2 separate regions of the Pan troglodytes genome follow, and region 1 is linked to region 2. A link is a contact called in public HiChIP or PLAC-seq data. All regions are on one chromosome and are shown on one strand. Each heading gives the region's core, a stretch centred on a gene start, on an enhancer-like site or on the middle of the called end of the contact. The rest is flanking DNA. Distances are from core to core; before and after follow the strand shown. Region 1 holds the start of RBM5 (RNA binding motif protein 5). Region 2 holds the start of CDHR4 (cadherin related family member 4).

Region 1 (6,332 bases), core at 601-3,100, 280 kb before region 2:
TGCTAACATTTTGTTAACAATGAGCAAAACCGGAAGATTAAGCATATTTTAAAATATTAGATTCCAGATTTAACAGAATCATAATACGGAGCAAGCAGAAGACTCCTTCCCTGCTCCTACCTTAGAATTACAAAGCAAAAAGGGCAGAGCTACAATCAGCTCCTTGGTTTTGTATCAAAGCAACTCCGTGGGATAGTTGACCGTTAAAACATTAATCCAAGTGTCTTCATTAATACAAGGAGCAACGTGAAATTCAAACACTTCTGATGAAAAATGTAAAACCCTGTAGAAGCTGGGATACTGAGCTGACTGAAATCTACTACATTAATAACGTATCGCATAAGACAAGAGCAAAGCTAGAAACGACCTAATTCCTAGGTAACAATAACCACCACGTCTTGAGCCAGTTCTTATGACTACAAACCACTGAGTAGTGAACAGCCCGGCCCCCCGCCCCGCGTTGGTAATAAGACATCACACTGCTGGACCGCGTTCGAAGAGCGCGAGGTCCGAAAAATCAGTTCCAGTAGTCTCTGGAAGCCTAGTCTAGAGCGAATGCTCAACGATTTGTTGAAATTAATAAATGAAAAAGAACCACTGGGGGGAAACAAGTCCCGGGGCATATTCACTGGTGCCGCCCCTTGTCTCCCGGGCGGTGCCGGCACCCACCTCCGTGGGGTCTCGCGGCCGAGATGGCGGCGTCACGGCCTGCTCGACCGACTCCAGCGTCCGGCCTGCCCTCCCCGCACACGCCCCTCCCGCCTCCCAAGAGGTTCCAAACCCGCAGATCGGCGATCACCGATCAGCTTTTCGGAGAGGGGGATTCAATTGCAGTTGAGGGGGGGATGGCGGCCAGAGACTGCCAGGGCGCTCCCAAGGAGTGCCCGAGGGACAGGCGACGGCTCCACTGCTCCGTTGGGCTGAAGATTAGGGGACGTGTATCCACAAGGGGCAAAGTCACAGCCAGAAAGAAGCAGGCCCAAGGCTGAGCTGGCTGGACACCCTCTGGAAACTGACAGAGCTGGCAACAAGGAAGGGCGCGGCCCTCCAACGCCTGGGGTAATTTAGCCCCTCTACAGAACCGGCTGGAGCTGATCAGTCGCCTCCGGCAGCTGACAAGGGAGGCTTGGGGGCCAGCCCAAATGGCAAGAACCTACCGTCGTTACAGACAGCCGCCGCACTTACCCCAAGGAGAGACCGAAGCAGCAGTAGCGGTTCTGCGCCCCAGAACCTCCAACAAGGTTCGGCGGCTACACAAAATGGCGCCTCCGCCGACGGCCGTCTCCTACCCACAGTACCTCACGCTTATCCCCTCCCCCTGTCACCCGCCTCCTGCGGAGAAGTCCAATCCTCGAAGCGGCCTGGCTGCGCGAGGGCTGCCGGGAAATGTGGTCGCCAGACCATCCTGTCACTTACGACGCTCTGTGTTAATTTCTTGCAATTCTCTTCTAAATCACTACAGAGTTGTCGATCGGCTTTTGCAGACCTGGATTAGTTTTTAGGGCTCCTATTAGGCATGTTAATAATTCTTTGCTTTTGCTACTAGCGCCGTAGAGAGTACAGTTTGCTTTCACTGGCACGGTGTAAAACATTGTCTAATTCGACTTCAAAAGGAGACCGTGCGTGGCGTGGTGGCTCACTCACAAGCCAGCATTTTGGGAGGCCGAGGCAGGAGGATCGCTTGAGGCCAGGAGTTCGAGACCAGCCTGGGAAACACAGTGAGATCCTATCTCTACAAAAAATAAAATTAACTGAGCATGGTGGCGTGCACCTCTTGTCCCAGCTACTCAGGAGCTGAGGTAAGAGGTTCGCTTGGGCCCAAGAGGTCGAGGCTGCAGTGAGCTGTGATCTCGTCACAGCACTCCAGCCTGGGGACAATGCGAGAAACTGTCGCTAAAAAATAAAAAGGAGGCCGGTGCTGGGCGTGGTGGCTCACTCCTGTAATCCCAGCACTTTGGGAGGCCAAGGCGGGCGGATCACAAGGTCAGGAGATCGAGACCATCCTGGCTAACACGGTGAAATCCCGTCTCTACTAAAAATACAAAAAAATTAGCTGGGCATGGTGGCGGGCGCCTGTAGTCCCAGCTACTTGGGAGGCTGAGGCAGGAGAATGGTGTGAACCCGGGAGGCGGAGCTTGCAGTGAGCCGAGATTGCGCCACTGCACTCCAGCATGGGCAACAGAGTGAGACTCTGTTTCAAAAAAAAAAAAAAAAAAAAAAAGGCTGGACGCAGTGGCTCACGCCTGTAATCCCAGCACTTTGGGAGGCCAAGGCAAGTGGATCACGAGGTCAGGAGCTCAAGATCAGCCTGACCAATATGGTGAAACCGCGTCTCTACTAAAAATACAAAAATTAGCCGGGCATGGTGGCGTGCACCTGTAGTTCCAGCTACTAGGGAGGCTGAGGCAGGAGAATCACTTGAACCAGGGAGGCGGAGGTTGCAGTGAGCTGAGATCGTGCCACTGCACTCCAGCCTGGGTGACAGAGCAAGACTCAGTCTCAAAATAATAATAATAATAATAATAATAATAATAATAATAAATAAATAAATAGGAGGGGCCAGGCATGATGGCTCATGCCTGTAATCCAAGCACTGTGGGAGGCCGAGGCAGGCGGATCAGCTGAGCTCAGGAGTTTGAGACCAGCCTGGCCAACATGGCTAAACCCCGTCTCTACTAAAAAATACAAAATTAGCCAGGCGTGGTGGCGCACACCTGTAATCCCAGCTACTTGGGAGGCTGAGGTAGGAGAATCGCTTGAACCCAAGAGGCGGAGGTTGCAGTGAGCCGAGATTGCTCTACCGCACTCCAGCTTGTGCAACACAGCAAGACTCTATCTCAAAAAAAAAATAAAAATAAAAAATAAATTAAAATGAGGAACATTAGTTGATCGCTTTACTAGATGCTATATTATTGCCCTAGATGCTTTGCAAACATTTTTGTTTGTTTGTTTGTTTGAGATGGAGTTTTGCTCCTGTTGCCTAGGCTGGAGTGCAATGGCACAGTCTCAGCTCACTGCAAACTCTGCCTCCCAGGTTCAAGTGATTCTCCTGCCTCAGCCTCCCGAACAGCTGGGATTACAGGCACCCGCCACCACACCCAGCTAATTTTTGTATTTTTAGTAGAGATGGGGTTTCACCATGTTGACCAGGCTGGTTTCGAACTCCTGACCTCAGGTGATCCACCTGCCTCAGCCTCCCAAAGTGCTAGGATTACAGGCATGAGCCACCGCACCCAGCCAGAACTGATTTTTCAGGTCATACAAATTGAAAACTGTGCCTATACCATTAGTTACAGAAAGTTATACATCAGTTACAGAAAACTGTGCCTATACCATTTTCTTCTCTCTCTGGAAAACAAATCTTTCAAGAATAAGTGGAGGGATGTCAGTGTATATATCTATATATAGGTATATACACAATACATATATAGATGAAAAGGTAGAAATATAATATATGTGGTGTGTGTGTATTTTGAGAGGAAGTATATACAATTTATGGGGAAGCATATATGCAAAATATCAGAAAAGAGTACATGCATTAATGAAATTTAAAAGTTAACATTGATGACATCACTGCAAACCCTACAATGGATGATGCAGATGCCAAGAATCTAGAACTCACTAGACTTCATAGCCACTAGCCGTTGCCTGCCTTGTCCCCAAAGCAGTTCAACAAGCACCTTTGGGTATTCCTGAGGTGCTTGCTGAGCTGGGCTTACCACCAGTCATAAAAGCTATATAGCTATTCACAAACCTCAAAATAATCTTTTTTTTTTTTTTTTGAGACGGGGTCTTACTCTGTCACCCAGGTTGGAGTGCAATGTCATGATCTCGGTTCATTGCAGCCTCGACCTATCCAGGTCAAGAGATCCTCCCACCTCAGCCTCCTGAGTAGCTGAGACCACAGGTGTGCACCACCATGCCCAACTAATTTTTTGTATTTTTGGGGTAGAGATGGAGTTTCACCATGTTGCCCTGGCTGGTCTCGAACTCCTGAGTTCAAGCGATCCTCCTGCCTCAACCTCCCAAAGTGCTGGGATTACAAGCGTGAGCCACCATGCCCAGCCTGCAAAATAATTCTTAAACTTGAAGAGGTCCCTGGCAAAAAAAGATGGATTTCATCCATAGGTAAGTGCCATCCTCCAAATTATCTCTGGTAGCTGATCTTCTTTTAGACATTGGCCTGTTGAGCTCCAGAGCTCTGCTGCCAAAGGCCTGTCTGGTAGCTGATGTAAGAAAAAGAAAGACATCAGAGTGAGTTGCTCTTTGTTTTAAATAAAGCCACATATGTTCAATAAAGGATAGTCCTTTAAGATTGTCTTTTCTAGTTTCTGAATGTGAAAAAAAAAGTTCCCCTCTTTAATGAAATCATGATCATATTTTTTTTAAAAAAATCTCCTACCACTTGGCAAAAGAAGAGACTGGTTCACATGTTTTGGTTCCAGGCTGGGATCTATTGCTCTAGAAGATAAAGAAGAAAAAATTGTATAGAAGAATTCTTGCCTATACCAAGAAACCAAATGACTTCTTTTGTCAAAGATGGGCTTTGATGAACTAAGGAAGAGATATAATCAAAATTCAATCCGACAAGTATTTTCTATAAATCTATGAGCTCAGCATTATTTATTCATTTATTGAGTACCTGTGCCATTATCATTAGGCCCTGTGCCAGGCCCTAGGGATAAAGTAGTGAAGAAAATTACTGAAGATCTCTGCTCCGGCATCAAAAGCCTCAGGGAACTTCCCAGGGACATCACAGGGTGACAGTTTTCACACCCATTCTTACTTTAATCAGTACCCAAGTGTTGTGCTGAAACCCTATTAATGTCAACAAGGGAAGGAACCAGGTTCAAGAGGCTGAAGAAGAGACCTAGAGCCAGCAAATGAAATGTGAGGTTTTATTACTTTAAATGACAAAAACCGTGAATACTTTATCTCCAACCTTATATTAGGGGCTTACATACAGAGAAAAGAGCCCAGTGGCAGTGGGCTGGAAAGGAGAACCACCTTACGTACAGAAATGGTCCAGTGGTGGCCAGACGTGGTGGCTCACACCTGTAATCCCAGCACTTTGGGAGGCCGAGGCAGGTGGATCATGACGTCAGGAGTTCAAGACTAGCCTGGCCAAGATGGTGAAACCCCGTCTCTATTAAAAATACAAAAGTTAGCCGGGTGCCGTGGCAGGTGCCTATAATCCCAGCTACTCATGAGGCTGAGGCAGGAGAATCGCTTGAACCCGAGGGAAGGAGGTTGCAGCGAGCCAAGATCGCACCACTGCACTTCAGCCTGGGCGACAGAGTGAGACTCTGTCTCAAAAAAAAAAAAAAAAAGAAAGAAATGGTCCACTGGTGACGGCTGGATAACAGGAAAACATATCCGTATGGCCCAGTGCCAGTGGGCTGGGCAGGAAAACCGCAACCGCCTGCAAACATCATGCAGCGTATATAGCATATTCACTTAATAATACTCTCTCCATAATGACCTCCACCTAGCAAACTTCATTTGCCCCAAAACTCAGGGCCTCAATCTCCTGTATGTCCCGTGTTCCATGTGACAGACTAGGGGCTAAGATGTTTATCATAGGTAAGGAACTAAGCTCTAGTTGGTCACTCCCAGATTCCCTAGTTGGGAACACACATTCAGGTGCATCTGCCATACAGGGTTATTCTAAGAGTAGGCTTAAATTATTGCTCTCAGGCCTGGGCGTGGTGGCTCATGCCTGTAATCCCAGCACTTTGGGAGGCCGAGGTGGGCAGATCACTTGAGATCAGGAGTTTGAAACCAGCCTGGCTAACATGGTGAAACCCCGTCTCTACTAAAAATACAAAAATTAGCCAGGCATGGTGGTGCGTGATTGTAGTCCCAGCTACTCAGGAGTCTGAGCCACAAGAATTGCTTGAACCTGGGAGGCAGAGGTTGCAGTGAGCCGAGATGGCCCCACTGCACTCCAGCCTGGGTGACAGAGCAAGCAGAGCGAGACTGTCTCAAAAAAAAAAAAAAGGCTGGGCACGGTGGCTCACGCCTGTAATCCCAGCACTTTGGGAGGCCGAGGTGGGTGGATCACGAGGTCAGGAGATTGAGACCATCCTGGCTAACACAGTGAAACCCCACCTCTACTAAAAAATAAAAAAAAAAAAATTAGCCGGGCATGGTGGCAGGCGCCTGTAGTCCCAGCTACTGGGGAGGCTGAGGCAGGAGAATGGAGTGAACCCAGGAGGCGGAGCTTGCAGTGAGCAGAGATCGTGCCACTGCACTCCAGCCTGAGCGACAGAGCAAGACTCCGTTTCAAAAAGAAAAAAAAAAAGCTATCAGGTGCTTTTTTTTTTTTTTTT
Region 2 (5,624 bases), core at 1,740-4,239:
ACTTGGGCCGTGGACGGTGGACAGGTGGTACACTGGCTACAGGGGCCCTGCTGGGCATGGGGAGGCCACTGACTGAGAGGCGCTGCCTACGAAGGGGCTGTGCTGAGGGTGCTGGGCGCTGGGATACAGGCAGTTCTTCCTCTCGCCATGTGCTGCCTGACACCTCCGAGAAGCCAGAGTCCCAGTCCAGGGCATGCTCCCTGGGGCCTCCCAAGGCTGCATCCCTGTCTTCTGTCACCACTGCTTCCTCCTCCTCCTCTTCCTCCTCCTCCACACAGCAGACTGAGTCCTCTTCCAAGGCACCCGAGGCCCTAAGCTGGTGGCTGGGCTGCACATCTGGGCCAGTTTGGGAGGTTGGCTTCAGGGGACCAGGCATTGAGGGTGAGCCTGTGTCCCGACCACACAACTGAGGGGAAGAGAGGGCAGAAGTCGGAGAGGTATCACTTGTCACCAGGCCAGCCCAGAGAACAGAGGGTCCAGGAAGGTTAGATAGGCCTGCTGGCCTGGGCAGCAGGGTGTTAGTGAGCACAGGGCAGGCATAGGGGTGCTGGCACTCGAAGCTGGTGTGGTTCTCATCCACCGACCTGGTGGCAGTCTGGCAGGCTGCAGCATGCAGGGCCGGGCAAGTCGGCACCCGCCACCAGGGCGGGCGGGCAGGCAGGCAGGGTTGCGGGCCTGAACGGGGAAGTAGGTCCTGCCCAGGACTGGAGGGGCATCCCGTGCCTATTGGGGGATTCAGCTCCCAAAGCCCAAAGCGTCTTTCACAGAAAGAGCGCTTGCTAGGTGAGGGGTAGAGAAGGGAGGCATAGGCCAGCCTGAAGTAGGGGGCGTTCACAGCAGCGCCAGCACCTCGTTAGTCCCTTGCCGCCCCATGCCCCGCCCCCAAAGAAGTCCCCCTTCCACTCTCTCCTCCCGCGCCGTTCCAGCAGCACGGCCAGCTGGATGCTGTTATCTGATGCTCAGCTCAGTTCCCAACCGTCCGAAACCCGACGCGGGCCATCTGAGCCATATGCGCCACGCCGCCCCCACCCCGCCTCGGACCGGCACGCTGGAGCCACCCCGCACCCGTCTGTTGTTCCGGCCGGGCGGCAGCCTGGCATCCCGCACGCGTCCTCACTAACCACACCCGCTCCCGAGCCTCACCAGTTCCCAGCGGAGCTGGCTAAGGAAGCTGTCAAGCCGAGCGCTGTGCATGTCCATGCCAGGGCCCCCACCGAACCTACTGGCTCCTCTTGGAACCCCGGCGGAGCCGCGCGGAGAGGGCTGGGAGGGCCGGCCAGCGGCGCCCTCAGCCTCCGCCTGCCTGCGCTACTCCTCGCTCTCCGTAGCTCCCGCCGCCGCCGCCCCGACATCTGGCAGCCTTGCCCCGCCCCGGCCCCGCGGCCAAAGGGGGCGGGGCTAAAATCCGGCGTCCCTCCCGACTCCGCCGCGGTTCTGGGTGGGAAGGGCGGGGTCATAACTTGAAGCCGGACAGGGTCGGTACGGGGACCCCCGAGCCCCCAGACTGTTGAGTGGACCCTGCGTTTGCTGCGTGACGCAGGACAGGTCGCCTCCGTGCGGGGGCCTCATCCTCCCCGTTTGTTCAATGGTGAAATAGCGGTCCCTCCCACGGGGCGCCGTGCTGCGCCCGCACATAGGCAGAGCACCCCGGATGGTCGGACCCAGAGAGGTTGTGGACCCTCGGGGCCTGACCCACGGGACCCATTCATGAGGCTGGCCTTGGCACTCCCTGAACGGGATGGAAGTGGGGTTCAGCCCGTCTGAGGACTCAAGAGAGGGCGGGACTTTGTGGCAGCGCACCGGCGGGGCCTCAGCCGCGTCCCAACCGAGCTAGACGGGACTGCCCTCTAGTGGGGAGTGCTTGGCTAGTCGCGAGTCCAGTGGCGACGCGCGACCGTCGGCATTCCCTCTGCCGGTACCAGGTGCAGACTGAGGGTCGGTGCTGAGGCTGCTCTATCAACACAGGCTAGGCTCAAGGGTAGTGTAGCTGCAGACAGACTGGACATACTAGCAACAGGAAAATACCAGGGAATGAGGGCCGTGGGCTAGCTTGGGGAAAGTCAGTCTCACAGGAGGTGACATCAGGATGCAATCAAGAAGAGGGGCATTCTGGCCGGGCGCGGTGGCTCACGCCTGTAATCCCAGCAGTTTGGGAGGCCGAGGCGGGCGGATCACGAGGTCGGGAGATCGAGACCATCCTGGCTAACATGGTGAAACCCCGTCTCTACTAAAAATACAAAAAAATTAGCCGGGCGTGGTGGCGGGCGCCTGTAGTCCCAGCTACTCCGGAGGCTGAGGCAGGAGAATGGCGTGAACCCGGGAGGCGGAGCTTGCAGTGAGCGGAGATCGCGCCACTGCACTCCAGCCTGGGCGACAGAGTGAGACTCCGTCTCAAAAAAAAAAAGAAAGGAAGAAGGAGGAGGAGGAGAAGGAGAAGAAGGAGAAGGAGAAGAAGGAGAAGAAGAACATTCTAGGCAGAAGGAGCAGCCAGGGAAAAGACCCCGAGGGACAGGAGCTGGACAGGGCCAAACATAAAGAAGGCCCAGGTGTCTGTGATTGGTGGTGGTGGCAGGAGGGGAAAGGTCAGCAAAACCAGGCTCTAACGGCCTTAGAGCAGAATCTGGGTTTTGTTCTTGGTGTGATGAGGAGCAATGGGGGCCTTTGAGCAGGAATGACCTGGGCTAGCCCTTGTTTTGATAATCCCAGCTGCTTTCAGAAAAGGATTCTGCAATAAGAGTGGAAGTCCCTGCCTTCATCCAGGCAACGAAGGGGAGGGCCTAGGCCTGGGCAGGGCAGGTGCACTGAAGGGGGTCACTTTGGGGTATGTTTTGGAACTAAAATCAAGTCTTGCTGATGCATGGATGTGGGCAGGAAAAGAGGCATCAAGCATGACTCCTACATTTCTGGCATTAACAGCTGGTTGGATGAAATTGCCATAAACTGATCTGGGAAAGACTGGAGAAGAGTGGGTTTGGAGAGGAAAATCCAATGATCATTTATGGACACGTAACCCTTGAGATGCCTGTTAGACATCCAAGAGGAGTTGCAGAGTCAGCTGCTAGGTGTATGACTCTGGACTTCAGGAGAGAGATCAGCACTGGAGCCTTGGATCTGGGAGGCATAGTGAGTAAATGGATGGTATGTAAGGCCATAGGCCTGGATAAGGTGGGGTGGGAGGAAATGAGTGTAGTCAGAGGGAGACAGCAATCGGGACTGTGCCCTGGGACATTCCATGAGGTGGAGGTAGGGGAGATATGAAGCAGAACTATCAAAGAAGCTGAGCAGGAACAGCCAGGAGAAATCTGAGAATGTGGGGACTCAGGACCCAAGGGGAGCAAGCATTGAATGCTGCCTAGGCAGTGAGGGTGAAGAACAAACCACTGGATTCGGCAGTGCATAGGTCATTGGGAACCCTGACAAAGGGCAGTTTTGTGTAGAGAGGGACAAGCCTGATTAGAGTGTGTGGAGAAGAGAGTGAGGACTGAAGAACTGGAGATGGCAAATAAAGACAACCGTTTTTTTTTTTTTTTGAGACAGGGCCTCACTCTGTCACCCAGGCTGGAGTGCAGTGGCATGATCTTGGCTCACTGCAGCCTCGATCTCTGGGGCTCAAGTGACCCTCCTGTCTCAGCCTCTCAAGTAACTGGGACTACAGGCATGTGCCACCACACTCAGCTAATTTTTTTTTTTTTTTTTTTTTTTTTTTTTTGTAGAGACAGGGTTTCACCATGTTGTCCAGGCTGGTCTCGAACTCCTGATCTCAAACGATCCTCCTGCCTCAGCCTCCCATACAGGCATAAGCCACCGTGCCTGGCCAGAAAACTTAAAAAAACTGACATATAAATACAATAAATAGACAGATCTCAAAGTTACAGCCCAGTAAATGTTAAAATCTGTAGACACTTGTGCAGCTGCCACCCAGATATAGAACATCCTCAGCAAGTCCTGGATGCCACCTGGTGCCCTATCCAATTGATATTCCCAACGGTAACCAGTATTTGTATTTCTATCATAAAGGATTCCTTTTGCTTGTTGGATGTAGACAACTTTTTTTTTTCTTTTTTCTTTTTTTTTTGAGACAGGGTCTTGCTCTGTCACTCAGGTTGGAGTACAGTGGCACAATCATGACTCACTGCAGCCTCGATCTCTTGGGGTTCAAGCAATCCTCCTACCTCAGCCTCCAGAGTAGCTGGGACTACAGGCCTGGATCACCACACCCAACTAATTTTTTGTAGAGATGGGGTCTCACTTTGTTGCCCAGGCTGATATTGAACTCCTGAGCTCAAGCGATCCTCCCACCTCAGCCTCCCAAAGTGCTGGGATTACAGATGTAAGCCGCCACACCCAGCAAGTTTTGAGAGATTTTGTTGACGATTGGGCTCATTTTTTATAGGCAGATAATGTTCTAATGGAGGGGGTCCAGCTGGAGTTGAGACTCTGTGGGGTAGCAGGTCCTGGGCCAAATTTTCCTGGGTGCTGTGCTTGCTCTATCTCCACGGATTGCATGACCAGTTTCCTCATCTGAACCTTAATCCTCCTCCCCTTCCATGCCCTCAGAGTTGTAATGAATGGGGGCAATGGAAAATGGGATATTCTGAGCCTCTGGAAGCCTGCCAGAGGTCTAGAACTCAGTCACCAGGGATGGGTGGGGATAGAATCTGGGAGGCCCAGGAGTCCCGTCTGCCCAGCTATGTTTGAGCAACTGACCTGGCAACAGGGTGAGTCAGACAAACAGCCTAGCTTTCTGAAGCCTCCTCTGCTGTCTGTGTCTTCAGGTCATCATGGTGCTGCTCAGGCTCCTCGTGTTCCTCTTTGCTCCGGTGGTCTCTGGTGAGGAGGTGGTGGGTGGGGGAACCGTAGTTTTCCCTTGGAGTCCTGACCCTTCCCAGATAAGCTACCATGGAGGACAGGGATTGGGGGAGAGGTAGGGAAGTGTAAGAATCTGAACCCCTGGCCCTCACCCCTTCTCTTGGCCACTTCCTCAGTCAAGTTCTCACTCCCCATCTGTGAAATGCTGGATGCTGGATACAAGGAAAGGCCTTAGCTGCTTGGCCCCATGGCATGGCCAGGCCCTGTGGCAAAAGGATAGGACTATGCTAGTATGTGTGGTTCCATCAGCCTGGGGGCCTCCAGCCTGAATTCTCTGCTCTTCACAGACCTCTGCAGCCTGCCCTGCTTTATAAATGTCTCTGAGAGCCAGGGGCCTGGCACAATCCTTCAGTTTTTATCCTTCAACTGCTCCTCCTACATGCCCACACCCACCCTGGAGTTGCTCAATGTCCAGCCACCCACCACCTTCTTCAACCCACCCAGCTTGGCCAGGTGGCAAGGGACCTATGTGGGCAAGGTACGGTCATGTGTACAGCTGGGGACTGTGGGGGCACAAGGGCAGACCTAAAATTTCCAAGCCCCACATGGCACTGTCCACCCACCCCAGTTGACCTTGAGCAGCTCTGCTCGGTTGGATGCCCTGATGGTGAACCACTACAAGCTGCAGCTGAAGTTCACATGTGGCAACCATGTGATGGAGGGCTCACTCTCTGTGGATGTGCAGCGGGACCTTAGCCATATCCAGTGTGCTGGTCAATTTGCCAGCCCAGGTGAGGCCAGGGGCAGCCGGCAGG

What was found. HiChIP or PLAC-seq counts read pairs in DNA pulled down with a chosen protein or histone mark.
Region 1: a contact with region 2 is called in an H3K4me3 HiChIP or PLAC-seq map of stem cell-derived excitatory neurons, with 4 times the contacts expected there. The contact joins the promoter of RBM5 here to the promoter of CDHR4 in region 2. A contact is called at or near these places in 1 of 7 Hi-C or Micro-C datasets (stem cell-derived neural progenitor cells) and 1 of 1 datasets of contacts at active chromatin or transcription factors (stem cell-derived excitatory neurons).

What each region holds. Positions count from the first base shown.
Region 1 is chr2:54,115,925-54,122,256 of NHGRI_mPanTro3-v2.0_pri, reverse strand. RBM5 (RNA binding motif protein 5) reads right to left here and starts at 1,850. Exons shown (of 23, transcript XM_009445525.5): 1 at 1,186-1,850.
Region 2 is chr2:53,834,393-53,840,016 of NHGRI_mPanTro3-v2.0_pri, reverse strand. It overlaps CDHR4 (cadherin related family member 4), which reads left to right and starts at 2,989. Exons shown (of 19, transcript XR_010155202.1): 1 at 2,989-3,138; 2 at 4,776-4,830; 3 at 5,157-5,347; 4 at 5,438-5,600. UBA7 (ubiquitin like modifier activating enzyme 7) reads left to right here. Exons shown (of 24, transcript XM_063805783.1): 24 at 2,917-3,036. The coding sequence ends at 2,944. It overlaps INKA1 (inka box actin regulator 1), which reads right to left and starts at 1,371. Exons shown (of 2, transcript XM_001166131.8): 1 at 1,144-1,371; 2 at 1-406. The coding sequence starts at 1,200.